Linked DNA regions of Mus musculus: region 1 is linked to region 2. Evidence: chromatin contacts called from public HiChIP or PLAC-seq data. All regions are on one chromosome and are shown on one strand. The core of a region is the stretch at or near the end of the contact, and the rest is flanking DNA. Distances in the headings are between cores, read along the strand shown. Region 1 has its middle 16 kb from the start of Ralgds. Region 2 overlaps Vav2 (vav 2 oncogene).

The links. HiChIP or PLAC-seq counts read pairs in DNA pulled down with a chosen protein or histone mark.
Region 1: an HNF4G HiChIP or PLAC-seq map of pancreatic cancer cells shows a contact between it and region 2. The contact joins two enhancer-like sites. A contact is called at or near these places in 2 of 39 promoter capture datasets (embryonic stem cells and hippocampal neurons) and 1 of 115 datasets of contacts at active chromatin or transcription factors (pancreatic cancer cells).

What each region holds. Positions count from the first base shown.
Region 1 is chr2:28,514,653-28,519,866 of GRCm38.p6, forward strand. It overlaps a transcript of Ralgds not described here. Among named protein-coding and RNA genes, the nearest start is that of Ralgds, 16 kb to the right of the region's middle. Within about 2 kb of position 2,784, at least 225 of the 459 cell types and tissues checked have an H3K27ac peak or open chromatin away from gene starts, as enhancers often do. A contact at or near this core is called in pancreatic cancer cells, where this site is marked.
Region 2 is chr2:27,287,386-27,292,101 of GRCm38.p6, forward strand. It overlaps Vav2 (vav 2 oncogene), which reads right to left. Exons shown (of 28, transcript NM_009500.2): 10 at 4,424-4,519; 11 at 3,965-4,033; 12 at 1,221-1,307. Among named protein-coding and RNA genes, the nearest start is that of Sardh, 42 kb to the left of the region's middle. Within about 2 kb of position 2,221, at least 70 of the 459 cell types and tissues checked have an H3K27ac peak or open chromatin away from gene starts, as enhancers often do. A contact at or near this core is called in pancreatic cancer cells, where this site is marked.

The DNA.
Region 1 (5,214 bases), core at 1,534-4,033, 1.2 Mb after region 2:
GGTTTCTTGCCTGGGGGCTGTAGTGCTGGTACTGACCACTGGGGGGCAGCAGTATCCTTTTAGTCAATGGAGCAACTGCGGGGGAGGGGGACAGAGTTCCAAGAGTCATTCTTTCGGTGTTGTGTGTTCCACTCTTTCAGGCCTCCCCCAACTAGCATCCCTGTCCTCAGAGTGAGTTGGGTGTAAGGGCCCTGGCTTCCTCTTGTCTTTTCCCGTAGTGCCTTGCGTGCCTGAACTCTAACCAGTGGCTACCTTGCTCCTGGGTGTGGCTCTTAAAATGACGGCTGTAGGTAGGTCCTGCCCTTAGGAAACACCTAAGAGCCGGGCGTGGTGGCGAGCGCCTTTAATCCCAGCACTCGGAAGCTGAGGCAGGCGGATTTCTGAGTTCGAGGCCAGCCTGGTCTACAGAGTGAGTTCCAGGATAGCCAGGGCTACACAGAGAAACCCTGTCTCGAACCCCCTGCTCCCCCCCAAAAAAAGGAAACACCTAAGAATACAAGAGGAGAAGCAGATGTTCTGTTTATCCTCCGAGGTGTGAGAATCTGCCCCTGACTCACAGCCAACGGCCCCCAGACCTTGATAATAATCCATTTCATGTTACAAGACCCACGCTGGCTCAGCTGGGAAGAACCACTTTGGAGCTCATCCTGCTGTGGTTGGCAGGATCCACGGTGACCATGAGACCTCTCTGGCTTCTTGGCCATGTGGACCTGCCTTTCTGTAAAACGGCTCATAACATCAGAACCTGCCGCCTCCTCAGAGTCGGACAGGGAAGACGGAGGGCCAGGAGGAAACAAGAAATCCAGTAAGACACAAGATGCTTTCTAAACAGAACATTGGCCGTGACCTTGTGGTCATGGTATTTGTTAGTTGGAAGCTAGTCAGTTCCAGCCCACTTCAGGGGATGGGGTTAGGGCTGGTGGGGATCGGCCGGCGGCTTAGGGTTGATGTATGGGCTGAGCAGAAGAGTTAGCATGCAGGCCAATGGGAGGTGTGTGCCAGAGGGGCACATCTGACTTTGCTTACCTGTCGACCCTCCAGTGTGTAGGCTGGGAGAGGAGACCAAGAGAGGACATGACTGTCCCTGTACCACTGCCCAGAGCCAGGCTTGCTGTAGTTTATATCCCTGCCACTCTCCATCCCCACCCACAATTCTTCCAACTCTTAAGGTTGTGTTTTAGTCACAGCTGACAGCAGTCCCCAAGTGTTACGGTGTCATCTTACACACACATACACACACACACACACACACACACACACACACGGTCAAGTAGGTGCTGGAATGAGTCTCCACTGTGCTTATGGGAGACCAGGTAGGCCTTGAGAGGAAAACAAAGGACAGAGATGGGTGACTCACATGGCCTTTAGCCTCCTGAGATCGAAGGGCCAGGGATATGGAAACACAGAGGTTGGTTGTCCTGGCACCAGGGTGGCCATGAGCAGCAGGAAGCATCTTCTTCCTCACCTGCTATTGCCTTCATTGCTGTCACCCCACCCCACCCCACCCCCCATCTGCACACCTGCTGCTGTCTCTTGACTTTTTCCTCTTCCATTTTCAGGTATGTGTGTTATACATATATGTGTATATATGTTGTGCATGAGTTTTGGTTCATTTGTTTTGAGACTGGGTCTCTACATAGCACTAGCTATCCTGGAACTCACTGTGTAGACCCCAGAACTCACAGACATCCTCTTCCGAGTGCTGGGAACTCCAACACACTGGGCGTAGATGCATGTGTTGGCACATGCATATGGTAGGTGCTGTGATCATTGAGGGAGGCAGGGTCTCAACTAATAGGGCTGGGCTTGCTGGCCAGCTTGCTCTGGAGATTCCGTCTCTATCCTTTGAGGCTAGATTTATATCTGTCTGGATAGCCACAGCCATCAGGCATTTGCCTGAGTCGTGGAGGTCCTGGCCCTGTAACCTCTGAGCCATTTCCCCAGCTTCTGACTTTTACGGTTGTCTGAACTTGGTGAAGTAGCAGAGCTGGAGAGCCATTCATCCATGTGCTTGTGCATCTCATAGGTCAGCCACACGAGAGAAAGCAGGAAGAGCAGTGCAGAAAGCTGACAGGGAGCGAGACAAGAGTCAGCGAGGTAGGCATGACGGTGACAAAAAGGTGACAGGCCTGGTACGTTGTGTTAGTGTCCTGTGGCTGCTCTAGCAGAATGCCATATACTGGATGACCCTGTGCAACAGAAATCTCTCGTGGTTCTAGAGGACAGAAGCCTAAAAGCAAGGCATCAACACCACTGAACCACAGCTTCTGGCATGGCTGTAGTCCTTAGCTTTAAATCCCCCTAAACGTGTCTGTAGTCCTCTGCCTCCACACAGCTGCCTCTGTGTGTCTGTGTCTCTGTGTGTCTGTGTCTGGTTGTCTCCATTACTGTAAGGACATCGTGTGTGTGTGTGTGTGTGTGTGTGTGTGTGTGTGTGTGTGTGTGTGTGTGAGAGAGAGAGAGAGAGAGAGAGAGAGAGAGAGTGTGTGAGAGTGAGAGAGTGAGCCCTGACCTGACCCCATCCCAGTCTAGCCTTGTGTTGCCTGGATCTGCAGGACCCAAGGGCTTTTGGAAGGACACAGCTGAGCCTGTGAGGAGGGTTATAGGGAAGGCCAGGTTCCTTAGGATCTGGCAGAATTTCACCTGTGTAGGAAGGCTTGAAGGCCACCAATGGTAGCACCAGCAGGTGGCGCTGTAACCTCTGGTGTGGAAGTTCAGTACTGCACTGCCCTGTCCCGAGTTTCCACAAAAGCTCATCTGGTTGCCAGGAGACAAAGCAAACTGTAAACAGGTCAGGAGTCATCCTTGGTGACACACACTGAAGGAAATCAGAATGAGAGCAGGCGAGCAGCAGGGTGTTGCTGGTAACCACTGAGGAGACCTCAGCTTCTCCCCCACCCCCTCTCCCCAACACACACACCTTGGGGCCTGGACTTTGCCTCCCTCTGGCTCGTCACCAGTAAGTTGCCTTGGCCTACTGCAGTTTCCAGACAGCTCCCCTACCTATTACCACAGGCCACAAGAAGTAGTTTTAGGGAAAGGTGAGCTGCTTATACAACACATGGCTGGCAGGGACCTTAGCCTTAGCCTGTCCCAGAGGAGGCATGTCTACCCAGCATGGCCTGCTGCCAACACTGGTTGGCTGGGCATGGGGACAACCCCTGGTTGGGTAATGGCAAGCCCCAGGTGACACTCCTTTACAGACAAGCCAGGGAGGGGCCAGGCACCAGGGCTAGGGCGGAGAATGCCTTCCAGTTATACTGGGCTTCTAGTGGTCAGAGCCCTGTCAAGGCAGGAAGAGCCTGAGTTGGTGGTTAGCAGGAATGGAGATGCAAACCAAGCTAGACAGATTTTTTTCATCCCCCTGACTCTAATGAGGGCCTCAACTCTGCTTTCTGTGTTGGGTCTTGAACCTCAAGAGAATCCTCTCTTAGAGGGTCACGGGGTGGTGCACGACTGCAATCCCAGCTGAGGCAGGAGAATTATGAGTTCAAGGTCATCCTGAGGTACACTGTGAGACCTGAATCCCCTACACACACACCCCCAAACTGAGTCTTAGAGGCATAGTACTTTCTTGGATAGGTGGCTTCCTTGTAGGCAAAGGTAGGTTTGGGGAGCCTCCAGGGCCCCTTACAGGTAGCTGAGACAGCCTGAGGAGGTAGAGATGGGAAGGAATGTGGCATCTCCATAAAAATGACAAGTCCCAGAAGAAGGGAGAGTTCCCATGGCAACCTAGTACAGTTGCTTAGCAACCATAGTCCCCCAAAATACCTGCAGGAAGACTCCCGGCTAGGGGCTTTCCCACCGCCTGTGTGTGGCTCTTAGCTCTGAGTGGTTACCTCCTGTGGTTGATCCACCCACACCTCCATATAGGGCCTAGCAGCCCACAGCCCCAGGATCCTTACTGAGAGAAACCCCAGTCTACTCCCTCTTCCTATTACCCCAAGCTGCAGCTGCCTACCATCAGGCCAGTCCCTTAGCAACCAATGCCATTTTCTAGATATCCGAGTGACAATTGGACAGTGGTAGAATGTCAGAAAGATTCAGAATCAGCTGTACAGTCAATTGTAGCCTGGTGCCGGCCATTCCAGAGGGACAGGCACGATGTTTTAACAACACAAATACCCTGTAGCCCCGGACTCCCTAGTCCTGGGGCACGGCAGCATCCCAGGTGTGGCAAAGACCAAGAGTCCCCTGGAGCTCCTGGAATACAAGGCTGTGGTCTCAAACCAACTTTGAGACTAACTAGCCGGCTGACCACAGCATAATTCCTCTTGACCTGTTTCTCCATCTCTGGCTCATCTGTCCCTTTCCCTGTGTGCTCACCACTTTAAACATCAATACTGCCCCGTAAGTTATGTCACGTTTGGGGACTTGCATGGGATGTGGGAAATCGGGCCCAGGGCCTGCACGTGGCTGAGTCTGCCTGCCTCCGCTGGTAGATTCCAGGGTTTGAGGTTGAGGTAACTGGATTCCAGCACACAGTCTGGGCAGCTGGACACTGGGCTTGAGGTTTTAGTATTAAATATCCTGAAATGATTGCTAAGCCAGTCAGTGTTTTTTCGTTTGTTTGTATATTTTTTAGAACAATATCACCATGTAGATCAGGCTGGCCTTGAACTCATAGAGATCTGCCTGCCCCTACCTCCTACGTTCTGGGATAAAGGTGCATGCTACCATCCTTCAGAACCTGTCTGTGTTCTCTCTCCTTCCCCTTTCCCTTTCTCCAAGGAAATTCCCACTCCTGGCCTCCCTGCAAGGGAATAGGTAACTATAGATCCCCTTAGGTGCTGCTATGTTCATTTGTGGAGCCCAACCCTGTGCTGGAAGAAGGCTGTTCAGGGACACAGTCTAGCAAGAGGTGGCCTCTGGCTACCTCCTGGACTGGCCTTGTAGCCCTGCCCTTAGACTGGGTGCATAATTAAGGAGCTGAGGCTTCTTGCTCTTGCGGGGCTGGGTGAGAGGACTGAGTCCTCTCCCTGCTCGCCTCCTCTGAGTTGAAACCCAGAGTCTGTTCCCCTGAAGAGGGCTGAGCCGTTGCCCTTGAGCACTGCCCAAGGCCCTTTATTGCCAAAGGAGATGAGGAGAGGTGGGCCTGTGTAACCTACCTCCTCTTCTGTCTCTTCCCGGATTCCATCCTGACCCTAGAGGTGACATGTCCCAAGAGACTGGGGGTAGGTGAGATAGCCCAGTAAAGTTCAAACTGGGCCCGGC
Region 2 (4,716 bases), core at 971-3,470:
CTGTGTGGCCAAAGACAACGCTGATCCTCCTGCCTCCGCCTTCCTCCTCCCCTGCCCCCGATGCTGGATTACAGTTAGTGCCCCTGAGTCCAGTTTACTCAGGGCCCTGTGCATGAAAGGCAAGCACTCTGCCAACTAAACCACACTCACATCCCATTCCTTGTCATTTAAAGAGCAAACATGACTCACAACACCAAAGCAAACTCCCCTGTGTTCAAAAGCAGTGTGTTAACTGTGCAGTGATCAGAAAGCAGGGATGACTGGCAAATGGTCTGAACCCCACAAATGTTCATGCTTCAGGTCACACTCATGACACATAAGAATGGGCTGGAGAGATGGCCCAGCGGTTAAGAGGCTCTGAGTTTGATTCCCAGCAACCACATGGTGGCTCACAACCATCTGTCCCGGGTCTGACGCCCTCTTCTGGCGTGCAAGCACACATGTAGACAGAGCACTCATCAGACACTGCTTGGCAGTTCTCCTTGCCCTCTGATGAGCCAGCCAGCTCTGTAGAGGGTTCCTCTGGAGATGAAGATGGGTATGCCAGCCTAGATATCGGGCTTCCAGGTTTCTACTTCGCCAAGCTCTCCAGGAAAATCTCCAAGAAGAGGGGATGTTTGAGCGGGGAAAAAAATCAATGGTTCAATATCAAAATGACTCTGGGAATCAGACGGCATTTGGAGGAGCAGTCATCACTTGGGGTTGAGGGCGCTATTAGCATCCGATGGGTGGGGGCAAGGGCGTGCTTAAGGTCTCCTATTGCAGAACACCCCAACACAGAGAGACCTAGACCCAACATGGGGCCAAGCAGGGCTGAGTCCAGGAACAGCTCATCTCTTCTCCCCGGAGTATGCCTGAGAGAGGGCCAACCCTGACTGACAGCCCCCAGTCTGATTCCTAGACAAGGGGCAAGCTGAGGGCCAGCTCTCAGGTTGAGATGACCGTGGCCCCACCCCCAAGCCGAACCCTGCCCACTGCCCACCCTGAGGACAGGGAAACAGGAGGGCCACAGAGCAGACGAAGCGTCCTGCCTCTGGTCGCCACAGCCTGGGGTTCAGGCTGGGAAGGGAGAAAGAGAGCCAGGCTGTCAATAGGACATCCATCTCCTGAGCCCTACACGTGGATGACCTCATCCGCACAGTAGGTAGAACTGGATGAAGGCTGATACTGCCCGACCTCCCTCCTACTCCCGGCAGGCTTCGCAGGCAGCCACGGCTTACCAGGTTTTCTATGGAGCACTGGAACTCGCTAATCTTCTTCAAGGTCTCCTTGTCCCGCTTCACTTCATTGATGTACATGGCCAAGTCCTGGAAATCAAGACAGGATCAGGGCACTGAGTCACACACGGGGTGACCTCCCAGCCCCTTCCTAGCCCAGCTGGTCATTCCACACTCTTCCTCCATCTTGCCTGGGGCCACTCCAACTCTGGGCTATGGGAGTAAAAACCACCACACACAGGGAACCAGGAAGGAATAAGGTGAAGAACACAACATTTGAACCCAGAGTACACACTATGCTGAAGAGGGTGCTGGGAACCCCCAAATCCAGGTTCCCCTCACTCAGAAGGCCTTCTGTGTCAGAATGGAGATGCAGCCCAGCATGGATAAGCCACAGTGGGTCACACACAGCCACTGTTTAGACCTTTCTGCTCTCACGAAGCCCCTGTCCCACCTTCCCTGAAGAGCCTGGGTATTCTGTAAGTGGCTGGGGGAGATGGAGTGGGGGGAAGGTATGAGCCCTACATAGTACTGCAATCCTCTAGTCAGTCACCAGGGGGCAGTGCTCACTTTGCTTCAGAAAGTTTGAAATGGTCTGGAAGCAATGCCCAGGGGCGGCTGGGACAGAACAGCAGGGATCCTACCCAGAAAGCAGAGCAGAGAGGAAATCCCCGGCACACAAAAGCCAGACCCACATCCTGGAGCCAGTTCCTACCTCCCTTATGGCCTCTCTTGCTTCTGGGATCACTTCAAGGGCCAGCCTACAAACCTTGCTACTGGCAGCTCCCTACCAGAAGCCACAGTTTATAAAGGGTGGGTTTTGTTCTAAATCAACAGCAGCGACAGATCTGAGCGTGTGTGGCCCTGTGCACCCTGGCAGGAGTCACAGAAGTGCACGTCTGGGAAGGAGATTCCCACAGAGACAGTAGAGCTCCGGAGGCAAAGCAGCCAGCTAACAGAGTTGCATGGAGTGTGTACTGCAACCCTGAGGAAAGCTTAGCTCCAGGGCAGTGACAGCCCAGACACTGGCTGGATGAATGGTTTTCTGCTTTGCATTGGGGACATTAAAGGCTTTTAGATTCCCTGCTGTATTAGTTTTCACTGAGGGCACTTCAGTTAGAGAACTGCATTGATCACACGGTCTTGTGTGGCCATGTCTGAGAGATTGTCCTGACTGACGATGGAGGAGAGAGGGAACTGCCCACTGGAGGTGGCGCCAATCCTAGGCTATAGAAGAGAGCTAGCTAAGCGCTCCAGAAAGTGAGACAGTAAGCAGCCTTCTTCCATGGTTTCTGCCTTGAATTCTTTCCCTGATTTCCCTTCATGACAGACTGTGACCTGGGAATATAATCTAAAATAAAACTTTTCCTCCCCTAAGTTGCTTTTGATCGTGGTTGTTCATCACAGTAACAGAAAGCAAACCAGGCCGCCTTCTAAACTTTGCAGTTTGAAGAGCCTCCCGTGAAAAGAAGAACACAGAGTCACAAACCCTCTTTGGAATGTCAGGAGCTATATAACCTCAGGGTACTTTGCCACAAAGGGACCCGAAGCCACACACTGGCCAGGCTTGGGTTCAGGGTACACCTGCAGTATGAGTCACATGCTCCAGGAATGGCTGACACTGAATTGTGTCTGCAGTGGGAAGATGTGGTGGTCCCTCTGCTGCGGTGACCTCAGTTCCCCAGGGGCGCCAGCCAGAGGTCCCCATGTCAGCCATGGCACCCACATTTAAGTCCATTCAAAACTGATGCAAACTTTTCCAGCTGCATGAAGTCTGCTCTCAGAGAGCAGGTAGCTTTGAGAGCCAGCGTCCTCCCCCTGATCCTGTGTGGGAGTTAGACTGCAGCACCTTCCTCTTCAAACAAGGTGTGTCTTGGGAAAAGAAGGGGACCATGGACCAGAGGACTCAGGGGTCAGGGGTCAGAAGTCAAGGCTGGAACTCACTGCTTCTATAACACTGCAATGCCAAAGGGACCTAGCCTGTGTCAGGCATTTCACCTTGTCTAAGACAGGTGTCTATGAGAGGCACAGGTATGACTGTGGGGTAGCCTGACAGTCCCTTGGCTAAGGAGTCTGGAAGGTGACTTTCTTGGACTGTGTCAAGTTCATGGCAAAGACAAGATGAGTGGGATGCAGGCAGATTAAGTGAGGAAGAGGACATGTCCTGAGCACACCTTGGGGTGGGAAAGAATAGAGCATGCCCAGGAATCTGAGCATGGCCAGGCTTCCCCGGAATCTGAGGCGTTCCTGTTACACACATCTTCAATGACCCTGGCCTGATTCAGAGAACAGCAGAAGCCACAAAGGTTTCTGAGCAGAACACAGACGAGCTTCTGAGGGCAGTGGACGGCCATACATGAGGCATAGAATGGCTGGGCAGGGGCCTTCAAAGCCAGCACGTGAAAAGGGACCTTCCAGTGAGTGACAGGGCATGGGCATGGGACAGACCTTCATCAGCAGATGCCCAGGAGGAAAAGAGGTACCCCAGGATAGAGCTGGCACCCAAAAACCATTGATGACCCCAGTGGACACTTGAAAATACAGTGTGGGGACAGGGCAACTGCAGGCAAGTGAAGTTGGGGACTTTGGACACATGGTGCAAGCAGCCTAGCCTGCTGCTCCTTCCACCATCATGTAAGTCTAAGCCCAACCGCAGTGTCCTGTCAGTGTTACCAAGGAGCTCAGTCTGGATCCAGGAGTGTGTGCACACTGGTCTGGGGACTCCCCGCTCTGCCTCTCTTACTTACCTGCATGGCTTCCAGGGCTTCTTTGAGCTGTTGTCTTTCTGGTCGGTCTGCAGAATGGCTCAGGAGCTCCTAGGGGAGTGAGAGGGAAGCTAGGGTGAGCCCTCAAGGTCTCAGGACAAAGCCACCCACCAGCTCAAGTGCAAGTCCATCTGTCCAACTCCAACACACATGGGATCCCTTACATAGTAGACAACTGTGCAAGGCCTCAGTGATGAAGCAGTCAAGCATAGCAGCTCTCCTCTCCTCTTCCTGGTCCGTGGGTGCTGTCCTGTCTCTTCCCACTTTCCTAATGGTCTTAACTTATTCATAATTTTCCTTCCAGATGCCAGGATACCCCTTCATGGTATGTACTGAACATGGGCTCATTCATCAGTGTGTGCCACCCTGCCTGTGGGTCCAAGCCCATGCCATCAGAGCCCAGTGTGACAGAGGGCATGATGAGCAGGCTGCTAGCCTCACCTTGAGCAGCAGGTGGTACTTCAGCACCCGTTGCATGGGCACCACCAGCAGGTCTTGCAGCTTGAACTTGCCATCCTGAACCCTGAGTGTGCACTCCTGGAGAGAGAGAAGCGAGTGGATAAAGGGTATTACTCTTCTGGGAGAACTCATGCCCCACTGCCAGCCACACAGAGAAAGAGACCTCAGAGCTGGATCCTCGGTCTTCTAGATTATGCATGAAGTTGGTGTCACCACCCCTCACATCCCAGAACATGATGGGACCCTGGGATCTGAGGCACCACATTGCACAACAG